Regions from separate parts of the Mus musculus genome. Here region 2 is linked to region 1. A link is a contact called in public Hi-C data. All regions are on one chromosome and are shown on one strand. The core of a region is the stretch at or near the end of the contact, and the rest is flanking DNA. Distances in the headings are between cores, read along the strand shown.

Region 1 (5,402 bases), core at 2,292-4,791:
TACATGGGACTCCTGCCCCCAAATGAGAGCAGAAACTTCTCAGCTTTTCAACAACTTCACGGTTCTCCAAAGGAGGGAGACAGGGACCTAGAAGAGCGAGATGGGCTGTATTCAGTGGAGAGAAGTGGAAACGGAAGCAAGTTTCTTCCCTAAGATCTCCCACCCTCTCTTAATAAGTGCGATGGCAGAGTTTGAATCCGAACTAAAAAAAAAAAAAAAAAAAAAAACAGAGGGCACTCTAAAGTTCTAGAAGTAGGATGGGGGGGGGGGGACACTGTCAGATAATTTGTTCATGGATCCATGAAGAAAATTATAAAAGTAAAACCCTACTGTAGGTATGGTCATTTAATTATCCCAGAATAAATTCTTTTTTTTTTTCGGAGAACCTAATTTCTGTCTTTTGAGTTCTCATTGCCTCAAGACCTGACCAAGACCACAAGACTGAGGCCATTGGCTCCTGGGAAATGAAGATTCGGTGTGAATGACCAGGCAGCCTCCCCAAGCGCATGTAAGCTAAGCTCCAGATGCTGAGTGGAAGCCAAGCCTGGAGTCTCTTTGGAAGAGAGGAAATAAACCAAAGAGGGTGCAGGTGTGAGACTTTAGAAGGGAAAGTTAAACACAGGACTAGCTTTCTGCCCGGAAGCTCAAGGTGCAGGCTGATAGATTTCCTATGTGACTCACTTGTGCTTGGGAAGTTGGGGCGGTGGTAGTAATGGTACTGCTGCTTTCTCTTCCTTGGGGGTAAACGAGGCTGCAGAATACTGCTCCCAGGAGTTAAGTTCCTAAAGCATCTTTGCCCCCCCCCTTATTTGTCTAGTGTTTTATGTTTTGTTTTTGGTGATGGTTGGTAGTTTTATCTTTGTACATAGTTCCTTGGTCCCCAGATGATTTTGTAAGTGTCTCTGGTCAAGATCCCCAGTTCTTCACCCATCTTTCCCTCCCACCCTGCTCCCCAGAACCATCCTGCTTCTCGAAACCCCCCCAGCTCCAGTCTTTGCGTTTCTCCCCCACCCCCCAGGCCCTGCTCACCTAAACGTCCCCCATTCTCTCCTGCCATCCCAAACTTTCTCCACACCCACACCCCTGTTCTCTAGGCTGGGGGACAGCTAGGGCCGGGTGCAGAGTGGAGCTGAGGGAAGGGCAAGAAAAGGAACTCCCCAAATGCAGGCAGGATAACGGACAGTCTAAATGAGGGGAAGTGGGCCAGAGGGAGCCCCAGAAACGCACCCCTCAGCTCCCCAGTGTGCCCCACCCGGCGTCTCACACCCTCCTCAGTAAGTGGCAGAGAATTTCATCCGCTTCTGCTTCTGTCTCTGGTTGCAAAACCACACCCGCACCACGTTCTTTTTGAGGTCCAGTTTCTCGGCGATGGCGGCGATCTTCTCAGACGAGGGCCGGGGTTGTACGGCAAAATAGGCCTCGAGGGAGCGCTTCTCGGGCGCGGCGATGGAAGTCCGCTTGCGCTTCTTCTCGCCGCCGTTGAAGAGCTCCGGCTTGTTCATTTTCTCACGCTGCGCGCCCTCGGCCTCCTCCAGCCACGCCTGCAGGATGGGCTTGAGCGCGATCATGTTGTTGTGCGAGAGCGTGAGCGACTCGAACCTGCAGATGGTGCTCTGGCTGAGCGAGCCCACGCCCGGGATCTTGAGGTTGGCCAGCGCCGAGCCCACGTCGGCCTGCGTCACGCCCAGCTTGATGCGCCGCTGCTTGAAGCGCTCGGCGAACGCCTCGAGCTCGCGCGGGTCCGTGTCCGAGTCGCAGATGGACGCCAGGCCCGCCGCGCCCACCACCGCCGCCGCGGCCGACGCCGCCGCCACCTGCCCCGCCGCCGCCGCCGCCGCTGCCGCCGCCGCGCCGTGGTGCGCCGCCGCGGCCACGAGCCCGGGATGCGGCAGCCCGGACGGCATGTTCATGGCCGCCGCCGCCGCGGGGTGCGACAGGTGGCCCAGGCCGTGCATGTGCGGGTGCGGATGCGCCGAGCCGCCCAAGAGCCCGCCGCCCGGGCCGCCGCCGCCGCCCCCCGGGCCGCCGCCGCCGCCGCCACCCCCGGGGCCGCCGCCGCCCGGGCCACCGCCGCCCCCCGGTCCGCCTCCGCCCCCGGGGCCGTCGTGGGCGCCGCCGCCGCCTCCCGCCGCGCCTGCGCCCCCTGCGCCGGCCATGAGCGCGAGCGACGGCGACGAGATGTGGTCCAGCAGGTCACCGGGCTCGAGCGCCTGGTGGTGGTGGTGGTGGTGGTGGTGGTGCGCCAGCGGCACGGTGGACGTGGACGTGCAGGGCACGCTATTCATCGTGTGGTACGTGGCGTCCGGCTTGAAAGGGTGGCTCTTGCCCTGGGACACCGCGATGTCCACGGCCGCCAGCGCCTCGGCCCGCGCCAGCAGCGTCTCGTCCAGGCTGGCGAAGAGGTTGCTCTGCAGCTGCAGGCGACACAAACCAAACCAAAAAGAAAAGGAAAGAAAAAAAAAAGAAGAAAGAAAAAGAAAAAAAAAGAAAAAAGGGGGGACAAACACCAAAGAAACCACAAAACAAACACACAAGCAGGAAAGCACGGGCAAAAGGCAAAACACAAAGCGACCAAAATAACAACGGGGGGTGGGAAGAGCAGGGTCAACGGAGGACCGGGGGACGATTTGAGAACATGCCGGGGTGGGGGAAATAGAAGGGGAGAGGCACAGGGCCAGGGAAGGGTAGAAGGGGACGCACACGGAAACACATTCCGGGGAAGACAGTGGGAGACGACAAAAAAGAGCGAAAAGAAGAAGAAAAAGAAGAAATGGAGATGTCACTCGAAGCTAAGGACCCGTGCCACACACCCGAACGAGAAAGCGAGCGAGCGAGCGAGCGAGCGAGCGAGCGAGCAGAGATCGCCTTGTGCAGGCGTAAAATTAACCGACAAAGTGGAGCCAAGTCGACAGCCGCGGCCCGAGAGCTCCCCGCGGATGGCAGGCGCTGGACAGAGGCACAGGCGGATGGGACCCGGGCCTCCAGCGGCCCCGGGCCACGCGTGCCTGGCAGCGGGATCCCTCTAAGAGCAGTCCCGCCCGCGGGAGCGGGGCCCGGAGCCGCCCGGGGCAGCTGCCGCCAGGCAGCGGCGCGGAGCGGGGGAGGGGGCGAGCGCGCGGGCCGGGACCGGGGCCGCGGGCGTGGGGCGCTTACCGGCGGCGTGGGCAGGCAGGCCCGCCGGATGGCCTCGGAGCTGGAGTGCAGCGACGGGTACTTGTGCTCAGGGAGGGTGGGATGCATGGCAAAGTGAGGCTGCTTGCTGTTCATGGACATCATCTTGGCGCCTTGGCATGTAAAAATCCACAAAACACTCGCAAAGTCCGCGGCAAAGTGCGCACGCCGGCTCGCCCGGCCTCCGTCCCGAGGCTGCGCTCGCTCGCACTGCTCGGCGGCTCCGCTCGGAGGCTCGCCGCGGGGGCTGCTGCTGCTGCTGCTGCCGCTGCTGCGCCGGCGAGCGCAGCCCGCTGCCTCGGACCGACCGCGCAGAGCGCCCGCCCGCCGGCCCGCGCGCAGGTCCCGCGATCCCGCTTCTCCGAGAGCTCTAGCCCCGGCGCGCCGACGGGCTGCGCTCCTCTTACACCTGAGCCCCACTTCTCGCGGCCGGCCCGGGCAGCTCTCGCGAGAGCTCGCGGGCCCCGCCGCGCTGACAGACAGCAGCTGTCTCCGTCTGTCTGGCGCGCGCCCTCCCCGCGGCCGCGGCGCCGTGCTTGGGCGAGCGAGCGGGCGGGCGGGCGCGCGCGCGCTCGTCGAGCCGCGACCGGCGGCGGCGCGTGGGAGCCGCTCTTATAGTGACCACCAGCAAGGACAAGGCAGGTGATGCACCTGTAGCTGGCCAGGCATGCGCGCTGCAGGTCCCACCTTGCCTCCGCCGGTCTGCAAAGATCAAAAAGGGCCCGTTATTGTTGAAGGGTAGGAACCTTTTGGAGGAAGAAAGCCAGGATGCAAGCACTCCTCTCGGGTGTGTTTTCCTCCCAGAATATATGCGCATTATTTAGGCACACCTCCACTACCCGGTGCCTAACAAGCTGTTATATAATGTATACAGAGAGGCATTTGTATGTTAAATTATGCCCGTGCATTCCTCTGTATATGGAGAAAAATAGCAACACAGAAATGCGCTGTGGATGATGCTGTCTTTATGCTGCAAGAACCTGTTTCTTTCATGGTTTATAAATAGGCTCCCGGAGAATAATAGCCATGACAGACAGTTGTTTGAAGCAGTCAGACGCTATTGATTTCCACGTAATTTAATTTCTCTGCATACTTTGTTGTTGTGAATATAACTGTGTCAGGCACCACCAGTGACAGTCACTTAGGAGCAGTAAGGAGTGTGTGCTTTCTACTCGGGAAAAGCTGTTGAAATGAAATTGTGCATTTCTCTTATTGTTTGTCTCCTTTAACCGTGTACAAACTCACATTTCAAAGGAGCTCTAGGTGATCTGAGGCTTTGAGTCATCAAAAAGGAAAAATAGTAAACAGGGTGTAGCCGAGATCTTTATCTTTTCCTCTCCAGTGAGACACACACACACACACACACACACACACACTTTTTTCCCCCCTGGAAACTCCAGGAAAAGAAATCCACTTCAGAGAAAAGGGAATAAGATGTTGAAAAGAGAACTTTCTTTCACATCGCTTTGGACCCTTGCTTTTTATATCTGCCTGCTTACAGTATTTTTCTTACCTGGGATACAGAATGAAGCTAATCTATAGATTGTAATTCAAAATGTAAATTCAAATCAGATAGAAGGAACTGGTATGCTATCTAGTCCAGCCTTCAATAATAGTAACAACAACAACTGTGAAATGAAGACCTATGAAGAAGAAATAAATTAATGAACCTGTTATATTACCCTCATGTAGCAGCAGATCAAGGGCCTCTCTGGGGAGCCTCAGCTTGGGTGCCTAAGTCCCTAAGGATACAGTCCTTGCCTAGGGTGATAATAACGGTCCAGATGTTATCACATCTGCTGGCTAGAGAGCCTGAGAGAGACAAGAAACTGCTTATGGGAAGCAGAGATCAGATACATAATCTTTCAGGTCACTCGCACAACAAGAAGGTCTGCATTTCCACCAAAGAGGAGATCTCATTTCTGCAAACCCAAATCTTTGGTCCAGCAGATTTGTATTTTTCCTTTGCTTTAGAGAGTGTATATCTTCAGGACACCCACGAGTTTATTCAGATTCCAAGAAGAGCCCACAGACATCACTGGCTTTTCTTTCTTCTCTTTCCTTTCTGCCCTCCCAACCCCTCCCTTTCTTCTAGCCTGAGAGGGAAGTGAGAAGGATGTTCATTTGCTGGTGCAAGAAGGAGCCACTTCTTCATCCATTATGTGGCTCCCCTGGGAGCGCTAAATGCAACTCTATCTCAGCGGGAAATGGACTATGAGCGGGACATCGCC
Region 2 (5,947 bases), core at 2,666-5,165, 330 kb after region 1:
GACTGATGGCAGCCATAGGAAATGAAGAAAGAGCATGGGGCAGGCATCTTTACCTACTCAGCTCTTCCTGGAGACTCCAACACATCTGCCACCTTGATGTGCAACTTCTGATCTTTACAACTATAAAAGCAATTTCTGTTATTTGTCTGCAGCAAATTGTGTGGCATCACAGTGTTATTATATTTTATGGTAGCCATTTCAGCCCCAATTGGTATCGAAGATCTCAGCTTCGGATGCTTAGGCCCGACTGCCTAGCATCTTATTCCCACTTAGTCATTGTATTATTCCTGGACCTCCTAAGAGAGAAAGACAACAGGACATGGATAACTCTCTCTCTCTCTCCCTCTCTCTCTCTGTCTCTCTCTCTGTCTCTCTCTCTGTCTCTCTCTCTCTCTCTCTGTCTCTCTCTCTCTCTCTCTCTCTCTCTCTCTCTGTGTGTGTGTGTGTGTGTGTGTGTGTGTGTGTGTGTGTGTGTGATTTATTTAAAAGGACTGTCTCACACAATTATGGGAGGTGGCAGAGATGAAATCAGTAGGACAAACTGGCTATCTGGAGGTTTATATGAGAATTATTGTTGCAGTCTTGAGTCTGAATCCTAGGACCTTAGTTAGGATTTCTGGGTTGTAGTGAGGAATAGGAATAGGAATTCCTTCCTGTAGAAATTTGGAATCTATTGATGATGAATAATGTCAACATTTAAGAGCACCTTTAGTAAAATCTAGACTGATGTTTACCTAAACAAATGACCACCATTGCCTCCTAAGTTGATAAACAAAATTAATCATCACAGAAGTCAAAACAATGGCTCTACCACAATTTCATATCATTTGGTGTTCAGGGTGGAAAACATGTTCAAGCCATTATATCAATTTCTTTAACTGCAAAAAACAAAAAACAAAAAGAAAGAAAAGAAAAAATAAACCCTCAAACCATTCCTACTAAAATCAGAAATCAGACTAAGTACCCCCTCTCTCCATTTCTATTCAGTAAAATGCTTGAGGTCTTTACTAGTAAAATAAAAGAAGGAAATAAAAGATAAGCAAGAAAAAAAATGTCAAAGTTCAAATTGCCGAAAATATGATTCTAAATGTAAGAGACACTAACCACTGACTAAAAACCTCTTAGAGCTGCTAATGAAGTTCAGCAAAGTGGCAGGATGCGAGGTGAACACAGGACACAGTAGCCTTCCTAGCATCAATGACAAACATACTGAAGAGTCCAGTCAGGGAAACAGCCTCATTCATCATGTGTGCGCACAGGTACACATATGCACACATACACAGACACACGCAAACACAATCACAGACCAGATCTCATGAATGTAAAAAGTTTCTGTACAGCAAAGGAAACTTTGAAGTGGGTGCCTAGGCAGCCCACAGAATGGGAAAACAATCTCTTCCAGCTATCTACCTCATGGATGGTGAGTATCTGGAATATATAAAGAATTCAGAAAGATAAACATTAAGAAAATGAACCGCTCATTTTAAAAATGGCCATCATCCGGAATACAGATGCCAAGCGCTGCTGGTATGCATAGAGCAAAGGAATTCATGTGTGTAGCTTGGAGGACAAGCAGTGCAAAGGTTTCTTGAAACCTGGAAAGATAACGGTCGTATGGCCCAGCCAACCCATCCAAAGCATATACTCAGGGTGTGTGTGTGTGTGTGTGTGTGTGTGTGTGTGTGTGTGCACACAACATGGGCACATGTTTATATCTTACCACAGAGAACCTTCCACCCCCACGTGCCCCCACCCCCACCCCAGTGCTGGGATTCCAAGTGCACACCACAGTGTTTGGCTTTCAGTGTGTGCTAGGGTTCAGAACTCAGGTCTGTATTCTTGCCTGGGAAGTTCTGTACTGATGGAGCCATCTCCCAGTCCTGATGACCCATGCTTTGCTTCCCATTAGCCCTTTCTGTATATTCAGTGAAACAATGAAAGACTATCTAGTTCGACGCCCAGATCCTGAATTTGGGGTTAAATAAACCTGTTTTACATTCTAGCTTTGCAATTTTGTGGGTATGTGATTTTCTGCCTTTCACTCAACTGTTCTGCCAAATCTAGCAGAGCCGCCTAAAAACACATTGACTGGAAAGCATCCATTGAATTGGGTAATTAGAAGGCCACTGGTTACCTTCACTGCAGTGGCTTCCATAGAGTGATAAGGGCAGAAGCCAGGCTTCACTGGGACTCATTAATTAATTATGTTGCTGCCACTGTATTGCATGTGTGTCTCCTCCAGCAGTTCCTAGCAGGGCCATGAGTTACCTGTGCCTTTTGCTCTCTGCTAACTTTGCCAGATGCTTTAGTAATTCAATGGGCTGCCAGGATGTAAGCTCGCTTTTCCTTCAAGGCTCATATAAGCCAGCTGTTGCAACAAGCTTCAAATGCTCCCTGTAAACTGGCAGGAGTCTGAATGCCCTGGCATCTCTGGAGGGACCAGGTACAAGCGTCAGAGCAAGAAGATTATTTAGGGAAGGCAATGTGGGAGGAAAAACCTGAACGAGGAGCCACTCAGCATGGGCAAAGGTGGAGATACTCTTGACAAGAATATTGGCCAAAAAAATATGGGGCTGGGGGAACTCTTGGAAGAAAAATTATGTCAGCAAGGAAAAAAAAAAGTGGGAAAGGCCATTCTCAATTTTCTCAGCCTGGCCCTTGCTAGGATGTTAAACACACTGTAATTAGCTTAGATACTACAACATAACTCTTGCTCAAAGCAGACGCGTCCTGTGCGTGTGTGTGTGCGCGTGTTCGTGTGTGTGTGTGTGTGTGTGTGTAACTGTGTGTGTGTGTGTGTGTGTGTGTGTGTGTGTGTGTGTGTGTGTATAACTGTGTGTGTGCACACAACATGGGCACATGTTTATATCTTACCACAGAGAACCTTCCACCCTCACGTGCCCCCACCCAGAGATGAAATGCTTGCTACTCTTCCTGGGCAGAAACTGCCTTGACCCTCACAGAAGAGCATCCTGCTAGCGTTCACTTCCAGAAGGCTCAGATGGCTGTTTGATGAGAGCTTGCAGGGCTCTAAGGCCCAGTCAGCGCTTTGTCACCTCAGTCTCACAGGAAGGCTTGTTTGTTTGTTTGTTTGATGTTTTTACTACACAATCCATTTTCATAAACTGTGACCCAGCTGCACATGTTGCTGCGAAACTACCTGAAATGAAATGTCATTATTTATTCTGCTCAGAAACAAATTTAAAATTTTCTAGACTGGGGAATAGTAAAAACAAGAAGCTGAAAAAAAACCACCTCTTAGTACAGAGATTCAATGCCAATTTTGGGATCTCTGTACCTGAGGAATAATTCTTGTTTCCTTTTTTAATGTAAAAAAAAAAAATGGATCAACGGCTCATGTATAAACTAATCTAATTGAAGTTTATTCTAGTACATTTTTAAAAAAATCATAATATTGCTTATAAAATTCTCCTAGAAAGCCCTCATCTTAATCATCAGTCAGCATTTTATTATATTATCATCCTTAATTGATTGACGTTTAATCACAGTCTTTGTATTTTACTATCCCTTGTGCTCATAAGAGGCAATTTTCTCTTTACTGTAGTTTAACAGCTGATGAAAAAGATTTAAGGAAACCTATAAACTTAAGATTGGTTAATGGTCCCTTATAAAAGAATATTATACTTCCAGGATCCATTGCGCAGATGTGATGCTCAATTGTAGAAATGTGCGTGGGGTTTATTAAATTACAGCACAAATCTTCAGTCTTCTGAGTTATTGTCCATGTTGGGATTGTTAGGCAAATGGGGAGACACATTATTGCTTCCAGTTGTTCGCATTACTGTGGTGCGATGCAGTCGGAGACAGCTGGCACATCGCTGTAGGCAAGTGGAGCGCTTCAGCAGCTGCTGAGAACGGGGCCCAAGTGAAAGTCCAGCTCGCTGACTCAGTGCTGGCCACCTCATCAAAGGTTTCCGGAACATGGGAAATAAATGAAGCAAGCTGGCTGTCAGAGAGCGAGCAAGCAGGGACGAGAAAAAAGCGCTAATGGCCATGGGGAGGCAGTGGGGTTACCTTGGATGCATAGTGCTCCTTGATCCAAAGGCATTTCTTCTCCTGCCTCCTTGCGACAGGGTCTGGTCATTAGACGTCCGTTGGTTGGTTGTGTGGTTTTGATTGTGAGACAGGATCTTATTCTGTAGCTCTGTTTGGCTGAAACTCACCGCATAGCCCAAGTTGTCTTGGAACTCATGAAAATTCCTCCCACTGAGCTCAGCCAATTAAGTGCTAGAATTCTAAGCTTCGCACCCAGCTTTCCTGTTGGACTTTCTTACAGGAAAGGCCCTTCAGCGCTGTTCCTTGCTATTTTGTACTTACGTTTAAAATGTTGCTATTGTGTTTTCCTTTGCTTTGGTTTCTGCACTGTAGTACCAACGTGTTTGAAAATAAGGAAGGATCACAGGCCAGTGGAAATGCCTTCGTTTAGATTTTGGCATCTAAACAACAAAATCTCCCCGCTGATATTAGATAATAGGAGTGACCTCCTCCGTGCTGGGACTGCAGATGTGTGCACCATGCCCAGCACTTGATGTAGGTTCTGGGGACCCAAATCTTCACGTTTTTGTGGCGAACACATTATCAACTGAACCACATTCCCTTCCATTGTTGGCACGGTGGGTTTTATAGAGTAAAACTGAAGTTCCTAAAAGATAGAGTGGGGACTTGGTTAAAGCCTGCACTACATCATCAAAAGGTTTATCTCAAAGTCCCACTCAAAGGCAGAAAACACAGTAACAAAGAGTCCAGTTCTTAACCCACACATAGGCCTCTACCTATGTGATGCCTAGAAAAATACATTGTCTCCAAGCTTCTGTTGTCTTATTCCCCACAGCATGAAAAGATAACGCTTCATGCCTAATAAGACTGTTTTTATTTTTTTTTAAATTAAGGTTCATATATGTAGGCATACCTTTGATCGTGGCATCTATGAAAATTAAAGGCCTCTAGCAAATGGTAGCTACTAGTTTATGCAAGTCTTAACACTTGAATTGTATTCTTGTAAGTAACTCTATATTTTGTCTTCTTGTGTCTTTCAGTTATAATTTTCTTACTGTATTACCCAAGGATGAATGATGTTTAAAATCCCTTTCTACGTGCCCCTCACTTAGGTTATTTCTCATTTGACCTGAAACTTTCAGCAAAATGTAGGACAAAGGTAACGCAAACACTGTGGTCTGGCAAATAGTCATTCATCCAAAGCTACCTAGTGGGGGACTACTTCCTGTACTCACATGGCATTTCAGGGGGAGGGGGAAGGGGGAGCAGGCCTGGGGGGGGGGGAGTAGGAATTAGGAGTGAGTATAAACAAATATATCATGTGAAGCTCTCCAAGTACTCACAAAAGTATTTTTAAATATATATAATTTTTGAAATACTCTCATACCCCAGAAATGATGTTGAGTTCTCAGACCACAAACAACAAATATACAAGAACCCCTTCCTTCACAGAATGCCTGGTGCAGTGAGGCTAAATAGTTGTACAGACAAATTTAATGCAGAAACACGCAGTTGCCCTGAGAGATGCTAACACAGAAGGTGCCAGTCACAACCCCCCCACCCCCCCCCCACACACACAATGAAGCTCAAATCTACGGCCAAAAGTATCAAATTCTCCTATGTGTTAGACAAAAGAGGTTCAAATTAAAACAGATATGCTTCCTTCCTGTCCCTCCACTGACCTTCATTCCCAGCCTTCCATCCCTGCGTCCCAGGAAGGTCTCTGGTGAGCCCTCCACTGCCCAAAGTAACAAGCAAGAACAAGATGGTGCATATCTTGTATGACTTTCTAAGACCCAAGGTAAGTCCAGAAGCAGGTCTCTTTTCTTCTTCTTTTCCATTTTTTTTTTTAAAGTTTTTCGAGACAGGGTTTCTCTGTGTAGCCTTGGCTGTCCTGGAACTCACTTTGTAGACCAGGCTGGCCTCGAAC

What was found. Hi-C and Micro-C count contacts between places; a contact is called where the count stands out from the background.
Region 2: a contact with region 1 is called in a Hi-C map of myocytes, with 1.9 times the contacts expected there. The contact joins the enhancer-like site here to the promoter of Pou4f1 in region 1. A contact is called at or near these places in 2 of 39 promoter capture datasets (embryonic stem cells and frontonasal cranial neural crest), 6 of 484 Hi-C or Micro-C datasets (embryonic fibroblasts, embryonic stem cells, lens fibers and 3 more) and 10 of 115 datasets of contacts at active chromatin or transcription factors (bone marrow-derived macrophages, craniofacial prominence, embryonic basal ganglia and 7 more).

Annotation. Positions count from the first base shown.
Region 1 is chr14:104,464,458-104,469,859 of GRCm38.p6, forward strand. It overlaps Pou4f1 (POU domain, class 4, transcription factor 1), which reads right to left and starts at 3,542. Exons shown (of 3, transcript NM_011143.4): 1 at 3,154-3,542; 2 at 1,228-2,414; 3 at 1-87. The coding sequence starts at 3,276. The coding sequence ends at 1,272.
Region 2 is chr14:104,792,681-104,798,627 of GRCm38.p6, forward strand. The region is part of intron 2 of D130009I18Rik (RIKEN cDNA D130009I18 gene); the gene reads left to right. Among named protein-coding and RNA genes, the nearest start is that of D130009I18Rik, 160 kb to the left of the region's middle. Within about 2 kb of position 3,916, at least 16 of the 459 cell types and tissues checked have an H3K27ac peak or open chromatin away from gene starts, as enhancers often do. A contact at or near this core is called in myocytes and neural tube, where this site is marked.